Linked DNA regions of Rattus norvegicus: region 1 is linked to region 2. The links are chromatin contacts, called in public Hi-C maps. All regions are on one chromosome and are shown on one strand. The core of a region is the stretch at or near the end of the contact, and the rest is flanking DNA. Distances in the headings are between cores, read along the strand shown. Region 1 has its middle 500 kb from the start of Syt1. Region 2 has its middle 110 kb from the start of Pawr.

What was found. A called contact is a pair of places that touch in the nucleus more often than the background predicts.
Region 1: a contact with region 2 is called in a Hi-C map of frontal cortex, with 2.3 times the contacts expected there. The contact joins two enhancer-like sites. A contact is called at or near these places in 2 of 12 Hi-C or Micro-C datasets (the A7r5 cell line and frontal cortex).

Annotation. Positions count from the first base shown.
Region 1 is chr7:46,743,254-46,749,262 of GRCr8, forward strand. No RefSeq gene overlaps it. Among named protein-coding and RNA genes, the nearest start is that of Syt1, 500 kb to the left of the region's middle. Within about 2 kb of position 4,513, at least 4 of the 93 cell types and tissues checked have an H3K27ac peak or open chromatin away from gene starts, as enhancers often do.
Region 2 is chr7:45,641,361-45,647,292 of GRCr8, forward strand. No RefSeq gene overlaps it. Among named protein-coding and RNA genes, the nearest start is that of Pawr, 110 kb to the left of the region's middle. Within about 2 kb of position 1,366, at least 20 of the 93 cell types and tissues checked have an H3K27ac peak or open chromatin away from gene starts, as enhancers often do.

The DNA.
Region 1 (6,009 bases), core at 3,263-5,762, 1.1 Mb after region 2:
TTTTTTTTAACATTTCCTTCCAGATATCTGGCCACAGGCTGAGTCACTTCGGTTTTCTCAACTGTAATAGATGATAGATCTCCTTTAGGGTGGGATGGCTCATGCATCAGAAAACACACCATGCCCTCTGTACAAACAATACATCATTACAGGGCTCAGAGTCATAAGACAGAAGAATCAGAAAGAAAACTATACAAAGAAAAGTTTTCTGCTCAGATGAGATAGGTCTGTGTCAGGCATGGAACAGAAACTTAAACCTTGCTTCGAGTCTGAATATATTTTCTTTCTGAAAGCTTCCATTTGCTGTGGACAGACAGCCTTTGTTGTTGCATAAAATTGAAAGTCATTATTGACTTTCAGACCTTCTATCTCTGTCATTGAATTAGTTCCTAGTGCCCTGGATTGAACTGGGAATTGTCCCAGCACCTTGTCAACTCCTTTTATTTTTGTTATGAAGCAGGTTTTACCTGAAGGATATATTCATTTGTTGCCAAAATTAATTAAGGAAAGTTGGATCTTTCAGGGCAAAGGAAGAAATTCAAATAGCCTAGAATATTTTCTGTGTTCTCCTGTGACACTGTAACAGTGGTTTGCCCTTTCAATCTAAGTAAACAGAAGAAAAAGAATATGCTTAACTGATGCTTGTGCAGTGCCCATTATATGATAGTCATTATCCCCATTTTACAGGTGGAAATACTGAGATAGTGAGAGATAATTGGAGTTAGCTAGGGATACAAAATAGAATACAGCCCTAGAAGTCATTAGCTCTGACTGCTTTCCCAGTGCAGCTCTGGGGCCCTGGGGTTATGAAAAAGAACAGATGGTAAGTGAAGGCAGGGCTGAAGATGGAGGCCTTCCTTCAGTAACTTGCAAAGCTGTGCATTATACCATTCTGCATGCTAAAACGGACACAGGTTCCAGACACTGGAAGCAAGTCACACCGCTCTACATGAAGTTATAAAAGGGATTTTATTTTGGAAAGGGTTTTCTAAAATTAAAATATCCTCACTGTTCTATTTTTAGAGAGTAAAATTCTAACAGGCTTTAAAAAAATGCATGTGGTCTCAGCAGTGATCTATTTCAAATGGTTCTTCTCTATCAGTGGTTCTCTACCTTCCCAACGCCTACCCACTCTTCAAGACAGTTCCTCGTGTTGTGGTGAGCCCCAGCCAGAAGGCTGTTTTCATTGCTACTTCAGAACTGTAATTTTCTACCGTTATGATTGGAGTGTAAACATTTGCTATGCAGGATATCTGGTATGCCATCCTGATGATGTAAGGGTTGTTTGACCCCACACCTCAAGAGTAGCAACCCACAGGTTGAGAACCACCACCCTACATACTATGCTACAGTTCTACCTTTCAGATGAAAATTTACTTTGACTATTTTCATTCAGTTAGAGCAAATTCACAAATAATTAAACCCACAAATGAAATCTATTCCATTTCCCAATAAATATGTCCTAAATCATTCAGGATTTGCCTTTCTGTCTGAAACCTGAAGTATGATTTCTCTTTAAGTAATGAAGAATGTCTTAAGGTCAAGATAATTTGCTCTTAAAGTAATATTTTCACTTTTAATGATATTTTGTCTTCTTGATATAGCAAAAATCAGACAAATATTTCTTGTGAAGGCAAGAGAATTATAGAATATGATTTCTTTCTGACATGTTATCTGTCATTGATAATGCTAATCTTAATACCATAACTACAGTTATGATATTACTCAGTTTTTATGTGTGTATGTTAAAGTTTCACAATTTTACTTGGTTATCTTATAAAAGATGACTAACATCAACAGAGGTATGATAACACACAAAATGCTGAACTTTAAGAACTTAGCATAAAAACCAATGTAAAGTATATTGGTGTTTTTTAATGTTGAATACATATTGAATTAATAATTAGGAAACATTGAGCTTCATATAATATACTATTAACATTACCTATTTTATTTAATTTTTATTTACTTAATGCAGTCATCAGGAAATTTAATTTTATATTTGTGACTGATTATATTTCTATGGAATGTTACCATAGAGGAGCAGTTCTCAACCTATATGTCAAAACCCCTTTGGGTTCACAGAAGTCACATATGATCATCATAAAATACAAGTGTTTACATTATGATTCATGGCCATAACAAAATTACTGTTAGGAAGTAACAACAAAATAAATTTTATGTTTTGGGTCACCACAATGTGAGGAAATGAATTAAATGTTTGTAACCTTGAGAACTACTATCATTGAGCATCAATGCTAACATATTCCTTATGAATACCCAGCAAGTAATAACATAATTTCTACACATCTGGTCTTCAGTTCAATTACTCATTCTGCTACTATAGCATGAAAGTACACAGAGAAAATAAATTCATAAACGAGTTTATGAATTAGTGATTGTATGCCAATAAAACTTTATGACAGCCAAGAAATTTAAATTTCCTGTAATTTTTATATAGTGTGAAATATTCTGAATCACCAGTAATTAAAAATTCATGTGTTAATTTAATCCTTATTTTGAGGTATTGACACGGTACCTGTGAGAGGTTGTTAGGTCATGAAAATTTGCCTTTATGAGTCAGTTAATGAATTTGAAGAGTAGTAGATTAATAGGGGAATGGGTTGTATATGGAGAGGGTCTGTTTTAAAGCGAGTTTGGCCTTCATCTCTTGAATGTTGGGCCCAGTCACATGATTCTCTGCTACCGTGCAAAGGTTACCAGCATATATAATACACCCAAGAAATGGGACTTCAGTTTTTTCTTTGATGATTTCTCTCTTCCTCAAACTTTCATTTGCTGGTTCTACTGTGGATCTGCTCAATAAGTATTTTAGTGCCAACTGTATGCTGGGATTTCATAGTGGTTCTGCCTGTATCACCCCATCACTGAGAGCCCATCAGAAGAAGTCTGATTCATCTTCCCTATGGCACTGCTCCACAGTTTTAGAAGCCAGTTATCTTTAAAGATGTGGGAAATGGTCCATTTGTCTTCCTGAGGGGTTATTTCACTTGGTCACTCTATCATAACTGCCATGTGCTAGTCGCTAAGCCAAGCCCTGCAAATATTTCTTTGCACAAGACAAATGTGGCTTCATTTCTCATGGATTTAAAGCTTAGTAAGGTATTTATGCATCAAAGAAGTTGATGTGACATCACGTATTATGCTAAGGTGAGAAATAACACTAGGAAATCTAGACAGTCACAGCGGGAGGTTCTAAGCACATCAGTCTTTAAATAAATGGAAAAAGCCAAGGTTGGCTATGGTGGACAAAGTAAATGTATATATAAGGAAACTCCAGGTATAGATATCACACCAAACAAACAGAATGTTACTTTTGGAGCAAGTAGATAGAAGATCTTTTATGAGATAAATTGGAAGGGTTATCAGGATTCATGTTTCTGAAGCCCCGTACTTAATTTGATATTGCTCTACCCTCTGGAGCCAAAGGATGAGGATATGTTGTTAAGTTTTAAGCCTCACTGTGACATGATCGGTTTTGACTTGTATAATGATCACTTTGCTTCAGTGTTCCAGGGAAAGTAGAAGTGAATAACATGAGAGGCAAGGAGCTATGTCAACGCTACTTAGAAGGAACACAGTCACAAAGCATCGACAAATGTTCCCAAGATGCAAATGAGTCACGTTTGGTAGAATATGAAATTTCATGTCAAGATTTCAGGCAAGCTCTCAAGTGATGTCAGGACAGATAAACTGAGATTCTTAGATGCAACCAAGGATTCTGTTAGCTGAGAGCTGAAAGAAATGAAGTGTGTGTGGGCAGGCAGAGTTGAGGTAGCACAAAGCATGAGACGTTTACATTAAGTTCAGAAAGTAGACTTAGAAGGTCCTTGTAAAGGATTGGATGAGGGAGATAAAGACAGCTTCCCCCATCACCACCACACTCGGTATCTGACGTACAGAAGAATTAGACATCTCGGTGTCTTTAAACACATGCTGCTACCAACCCAAATGAAGCTACAGTCTCAATCATTTCCAGCTTCTCACAAACAGAACAATTCATTCTATAGTTAGCTGTCCCTGGCCCATGAAATCCCATGTATTTATTCTAGGATGTGTTAAGTGGCTTAGAAAATGTATGAGCTCAGTCATATTACCTTGATAAGGTGTTTGGGTTCTTCAATAACAAACAACCCAGGGATTGGTTTTCTGTATACTTAGCAGCATGTGCATTCAGCGTCTGTACCTTCGCAGGCATGCAGATCTACACTTCCACAGAGCACTGAGGACATCTTCATGGGCTTGCATACCAATGGGGCTCTTTCAGCTTCGGTGGCAGGAATGGGTAACTAGAGATGAAAAGACTCATTTCATGAATTTTTACTTCTGGTGGGTTAGTAATAGTGGCAATCGCATTTCTGTGATGAGCTGACATGGTTTTTAACGGCAAGGATTCTTTCTCCACTCCCACAGCACATTCCCTGGAAGATTTCTGTTAAACAGAAGATTGTAATTTAAAGGTTTGAGTTTTATTATTATAGATTTTTTGAACGTTTGGCCCATAGAGCAATTACAGCCAGCCTTGCCAGAATATTTGAGGTGAAAGAGGGGGAAAAAGAAGGAAATAGGTTGAAACAATGAATTCTCCTGTTGAGAGACAGCTCTCCTCTCCTCTGTCTGAATATCGTTAGCCATTTCTGTTTTGTAAACAAAGAGTAAATTTGTCCAACTGTCCAGGCAGAGGGATGAAGAATTAGCCATAGTTTGTTAGCTGATTCGGAGAGCTGAAATGTTCCTGGTTGCTAGGCTTTTATAAATGATGGTTGTTTATGGTATATATTCTATAGTTCTCCATCTGCTCAAATGGAACTTGAAAGAAATTCAAAGTCAATGCCTTCTTTAGAAAGTGATCCCCTGTGATATAATTATGGAATGAAATCTCTTGGCTGAAACAGGATTTTCTTAAGAAGAGATGACATTCAAAAGACACAGAGACTACAAGTAAGTGATCTGACGCTCATATGAGTAACAGGGAATGGAAGTTGGTTTTTTTTTTTTTTTAATCTTTATTTCTTTGTAAATCCCTTGAGCGCTGTCAGAAAATAATAAATTTAGTTGAAATGAGCAATTCAAACCAGGCTTCAGGAAGGAGCAATCAACACAAGGCAATGCTGAAAGCCTGGGACAAACAAGTTGAGCTTGTTTCCTATATAATACATCATTATGGTATCTGTCTAGCATGTAATATATTCTTCTGACAACATCCTTGCTGACCAACCATAATGAAGGCCTTTCCTCCTGGGCTTCAGGATAGAAAGAAAGGTCCACATCCTCCCTTATAGTTAGGCTTATGAGAGAGTAAGTAATGGAATATACATAGAAATGTCAAACATAACTTGCAAGCCTGACCCGGAAGACCCTTCCAAGGGCCTCTCTAGCCAGTCTTCTCTCTCTACTCAATGGCCACTGAAGAAGTTCCACTGAAGAACTCTGACATCATAAAATAACCCAAAACTCAAAAGTCATATATTTTAAAAATAATAATATACATCTAAGTACTCTATGGGATGGTACATCTCAAGTTAAATGTATCAAGTTAATTATTCACTTTTACTGGGCTGTGTGCTAGCGACCTCACCGCACCCAGTGCTCCTGACCTCTATAACTGTAGGTGAGAGTTGACGTGTTTGGAGCGTGTTTGGTCATATAAAAGTAGAAGGAGATAAAATGCCAGGGGAGAAATACATATTCAGCCATTGTTCCCAGGAAAAAAAAAGATCATAAACATATAGAAGCATAAAAATGCACTCAAACAGGCTAGTTTTCCTTTGAGTTTACTGTTTTGTTTTTTAACTTTTAACCCCACCCTCCCTCTTTGGTTTTTCCACTCATTTTCCCTTTCCTTTCCTTTTCTTTCCTTTTCTTTCCTTTTCTCTTCCTTTTCTTTTCCTTTCTTTTCCTTTCCTTCCCTTCCCTTTCCTTTCCTTTCCTTTCCTTTCCTTTTCTTTTCTTTTCTTTTCTTTTCTTTTCCCCAGCAGCTCCTCTGGG
Region 2 (5,932 bases), core at 116-2,615:
ATTCTCTCTCTCCCTCTCCCTCCCTCCCTCCCTCCCCCTCCCTCCCCCTCCCTCCCTCCCTCCCTCCCTTTCCTTCTCCCTCCCCCTCCCCCTCCCCCTGAGGTGGAAAGTGCAGTGCAGCCCCCGAAGACCTGACTGATCTCAGTAAGCAGTGATTCTGTGGTAATTTTTCCCTTTAGAAACATAGTATATGTTCGTGACCCTGGGAAGGGTCTTGGATCCCCTGTCCTTGGACAGGAGAGGCCTTTGGGACAGTTCTAGGACAGCAGCACTGACCTTGTGCGAAGAAGGTTAAATGTTATTATATAGCAGGGAAAACAGAAAAGACAGAAAAAAAAAAAAATAACGTGCTTGTCATTGTCCAAATATGGCCTTCTTCAACTCTCGGTGCTATTTCAGCACTGTGGGGAAATTCCAGAAATCTCTCCCTACAAATATTTCCCTCACCTTATCTGCCTTTGCTGAGAATCCAAAGATAAGCTTGGTATCAGTAAATACCCGTGTCTGAGGAAGAGCAGCTCCAGCCCAGCGCTGGGCCCCAGAGAGCTCCATCTGACCTCGCCTGCATGCCTGATTGATTCACGTCTCTCCTAGGTCTTCAGCCACAAGTTAGTCTCCAGCCGTTCTTCCTAATGCCGTGACCTTTAATGCAGCTTCTCATGTTCTGGTGACCCCCATCCATAAAGTCCCATTCATTGTTGCTTCATAGTGTAACGTTGCTACTGTTATGAATTGTAATGTTAATTTTTTCGGAGATAGAGATTTGCCAAGGGTGTCGGGACCCACAGGCTGAGACCCACTGGTTAAGACAGCTGCCCTAGGACGAACGCTTGGGAGGTGAGATGCTGGCCTGCTTCTATGCGGGGCTGTCAGGTCCCTGAGCCCTCAGCTGAACTACCTGGAAAAGAAATTCTGCCCCTGGAAGCCTGGACTTCTATCTTTGCTTTTCTTGGTCCACCGAGCCACTGAGACAGACTCGGCAGACCCTGGTTTATACTCACAGTGCCAAGACACACATCCGTGGCTCTCTGTCCCTGTGTTTGGGTACATGACTAATCTTAAAGATTTTGCCCAGCCGAGCTCCTCTGCTTCTGACCAGAGCGTACAATGAGAGACATTGGGTACAGAAAGAAAACAGAATCATGTACAGCTGAGCTGCCTTAGCTCTTTTAACTCTCAGGGATAGCACTGGAGAGAAATGCCAAAATTCAGGCAGAATTTGAGTTTAATCTCTGATTGTGGTATGTTATAAAACTAGGCAAGATTGTAAATTACCAGGAATTTGGACCTGCGTGATCTGTGGGGTTACAGGGATGTGAGTCTGGGTGTATCCAGCTCGGATTGTTTATTTACGCGGAGAATTGAAGGAAGAGTTCAGAAACATCCTGTAACAGGATGTGTGGATGGGCCAGCCTGAGTCTGCACAGAGTGGAAATCTGGAGAGACTAGTATCAGCACTGCCCTCTAGTGGCTGTGTGTGGTTTTAATGACGAAAACACAGGGGCTCCTTCCAATTGTCCAGTTTACCTAAGCAAGCTTCCCAATTGTGTTTGGGAAAGATAAAGGGACGGGAGGGTTGGCAGAGTAGCAGGGAACAAGGAAAGTTAGCAAGGAGTGCTCAGCACAGGGGATCTGAAGAGATCTAGTCAGTCTGCTCCACTCACAGGATACAAAGACAGGCAGGTGTGTGTGTGTGTGTGTGTGTGTGTGTGTGTGTGTGTGTGTGTGTGTTTGTGTTATTCTAGCTACAAATCTTTATTCTGGATGGCTTTAAGGGCTTTCAGCTCCTTTCCAGCTCCTACTCCCATTGTTGGGTGAGTCACTGCAGAGTTGAGCGTGGCAGCTGGTGTTGCAGGTTAGACCAGGCTGGTTTATTGAACTTTCTAACCCTCCTCTGTGTTTCCTTTAGGGCTTTCTCCTCTCCTTGCACTCAGCTCCCCACAGAAGAGCTAATGGTCCAGTTCCTCAGGTGTCTGAGGAGCAGCCGGGGGTTAGAGTTGCCTCAGCCCTTAGGGAATGTCAGGAATGTTGAGACCGTCTGGCGCTGCTTCTCAGACCCCAGGGAAAGGAAGTTTTGGATCAGAGCTATGGAGGGAGCAGTCTTTACCTCTGACCACAGTTACCTAAAGATGTGGAACTGACCTCTGAACCCAAGGGTCTGCTGATGGAAATCCCCTAGCCTGTTCACCCGGAAGCAGAGGTCCCTGGGAAAGACTGCATAGCAAACTGTAGACGTATGGAATTATTTTACATCGAGTTCCTTATCCTGAGACTTCAGGGGCTGGGAAAAATGGGTATCTCTTTATGATCCATCGGAGCTCAAATGTTCCATGCTCTATTTGGTTTGCTAGGCCAAAGAAGTTTTGCTAACTTTTTTTTTTTTTTTTAATAGAAAAGGAGGAAAAAAATAGCCAGGGATTGACTCCCAAGTGTCACCACACAAAGGTGGTTCTGACTCTATGGCCCCAGTCTTGATTTGGTTACATTTGTATCTGCCTTTAACTCTCACAAGTATAAGGACAGCTATGGGCAGAGCCAGAAACCACATCAAAAGCTCAACTGCTTTTGCAGCAACCTTTGTGACAGCTAGAGTTGCTCAAGAAAATGATTTCTTTTCCGCGATGGACTCTGAGGCCTGTTTTCAACTCATGGGCTTTCCATGGAGACTTACTGTCACCCTCAACCACACTGCAACCTCATCACAACCACCACTCTGTCCCTGCCATGGTCTCTATAGAGACCTCTGTGGAGGGACACGTCACCTTGTATTCAGGAAGTGCGAACATTAACATAAGAGCGGGTGAGTGGGAATATTTGCTTGTATCTGGGTACAAACAGGAAAGGGTTTTATTTCTCCCCTGTAATTGCTACTAAGTGTATCCTGTCAAAACTCTCTGCCTGCCCCCTGCCAGTCGGCTTCCCTAGTGGCTCTCAGCTCAGTTCCCTGACTCCCGGTCTCCTCCAGTTTATTAAAACACTCGCGGAAATCTTAACTGGCAGTGTTCCTTTTAAACGTCTAAAGTCAGTTGCTTTCAAAGCCTCTGCCTCCTCTTCCAAAGACGTAGAGGTGTGATAATCCTTAGTATTAACATCCCACCACTTCCCTACCCCTCCACTCTCCGGTCTCCCCACCCCACCCTCACCCCACCCCCACCCCTCCAACTATCAGCCCTTGATGTAGGATCTGAAGGCTCTTCCTTGCCCAAGTGAGGCTGCTGTTTTATCTTTCTCTGTAGGTTTTAGCTGTATATTTGGCCAGAGTGACCACGCTTCTCCGTTTCTCTTCAGTTTTACATAGAAAATCTGATGACTCCGCCCCCACCCCCTTCCCGCCCTCCATTCCCCACAAGGTTTCCCCATGTAGCCTTGGCTGTCCTGGAACTCTGTCTGTAGAACCAGGCTGGCCTCGAATCCCAGAGATCTGCCTGCCTCCGCTTCCCCAGGGCTGGGATTAAAGGCGTTTGCCCCTGAGCCGCTTCACGTGCTGGTTCTTAGGAAGACTATCCCGCCAATCCGTGATGATGGATCCGAGATTCCGGGGTGCAGTGTTCTGATTCGTGCTGTGATGCACGCTTAATTGAAAAGCTTGTTGGCTTAAATCCAGGCCATATTTTAGGCTTCTTTGTAGTTGGTAAAAGCTATGAGGAACTCTTTGACTTTTGCTACTCCTGAGTGTCCAGCCTGGACAGCAGGCACATCCTCTCCACATTAGCTTGTCTCTCCTGTTCCTTCTGGCTCCAGGATCAGGCGCTGTCTCAGTTCAGAGACCGTGACTTCCTCCCAAAGTCACCCTTCACTCCACAGCATGGTGCTGACCATGTGGAAGGCCTAGTCCAGTCCTAGCAAGAAGAGAGTTTGGAAGGGACTTCAGCTGCTCTGCAAAATGCATCATCTTCTTTCCCTGAAGCCTTCCTCTTTCATCATCAGAGAACTGGGTCTACTGAAAGGTTGACTTCCTGCAATCCGAGTTCCTTAGCTCTGCGCGTTCTTTAAACATGGACCGTGGTGTAGAGTTTTATGGTGTTCTTAGGGACAGACCTTCCTCAGCAAGTCAGGATACTCAGTAAACAGTAAAGTAAGGTAGAAATAGCACAACAGCAGTATGTCTAATAAGGGAAGACTAGATCCTTCTGGTCAAAGGGATGAACTCTCTGGCTGGAGAGAGATCAGATAGTCCAGTTGAGTCAGACTTAACTGCTGTTCTTAAAAGGGTGGCAGGACCACCCAGGAAGGTAGACTCACCTGAAGCCATTCTTCAAAAGTAGGTAGAATAATTATCTCTAATTATTTAAGAGATTCTGTTCTTTTCTTTCCCAGAATTCCCGTTCCCTAGTTCAGGCCCTGTTGCATTTGGCCATCTTTCTAAGATGAAACTTTGCTGCTTTCTGTCTCCTGTTTTTATTTGGGATGTTGGTCAGAACCTAACGATGCTTCTTCTGGTTCTTGGGAACTGTGGGAGGAGTGGCTCTTCTTCCTGTGGCCTTTAAAGTCCCTATTCAGTGTCTCTCTTCATTCCCTCTTTTCCTGTCTGAGTCTTCATTTTTCCACTGAAATGGAGTCTACTCTTCTACGGTAAACCTTCCTTCTGAGGAGGCAGCTGATCTAGAGGAGGAGAGGGAACATCCCTCCCTAGCCTCTCCTTCAGAGGAGACAGTGAAGATTCTAATAAAGCCTGCTCTTGTGGCCTATTGATCTAGTTAGACTTGTACAACCATTTGAAAATCAGGCACCAGTGAAGGAACTGGGGTCTTACGGATACTCACTCCTGTGGCATCCCATGGTAGTTACTAGAGGGTCAGCCTTCATGGACATGGCAGCCCACTTCCTCTCTGAGAGCACTGTTTGTCAAGTCCTACAACATTCTCTTTTACTTGACAAGAGCCCGCCATCTGTATGCTTCAACTCAGACCTCCCAGCCTTGTGTGATCCAGTTAAGGAACTAATAACAGACCACGCATGAATTCATTTTAAGTCTATGTAATTTAGTGCTAAATTTAGACCCTTGAATTTGGCTACCGTAATTGATTCAGTTGGGATTAAAGGTCATTGATGTCAAAGTCGTTTGGAATGCATTTCCGTTTACTACTGGGGCAATGTCTTTTGCAGCCCCTTTAGCTCTCCTGAAATCATAAGCCTCCAGCTATAGAGGTCGTCCACTCTTTCCTGATGCAGTGACACCTGGGCCTTTCATAAGGCCAAAGAGCTTCTCCATCCCCCTGTTGTCTCAGGGTCATTACTCTCTTGCTTTCTCATGGGTGTTTTGGCTTACACTGCATTGGGCACTTGAAGGCCACCTCCGATATCCTCTCACGCCCTTCTGACTACAGAGCATCGTCATTAGAACAGCCCCAGTCAGGCATTACTGATTAGAATTGTGTGTTAGAGCCAAAATAAAGGAATCAGTAAGTGAAGAGGGAGACCATATTAGAATAAGCAGGGCACAAACTGAGGTAACGTGGTACCACACTGAATGGCTAAGCAGGTTCAATGCAGAGCATCTGTATCTAACACTTCTTAAAAGAACATGTTCACAGTACTTAAAATGGAGTTTTGAAAAATAATTCAGATATATAGGCTTTAAAGGGATACACTAGACAATATAGCATGACATTAGGGATCCATATGTTAATGATAGCATAGTGAATTAATATGAATGTCGTGCTTGGCCCATGTCTTCTTTTGCAGATGTAAACTAACATGGCCTATTACAAGGACGATTTTGGGGGAGCTGGTTTGTACTGTGGAACCGCCCACTCCTGGCTGTTACAGACTGTGCTAAGGATGTGGTCCTTGACTCAAACAAAACTAGTCAGATAATTCTTTTTTGGTTCCCTTATTGTCACAAAGCCACGGGCATGTGGTAGTTGGACCCCAAGGTTCAGTGTGGGAATTTGTTCCAATTAGGTCTGGCGTGGTCCGGCAGAAAGCAGAC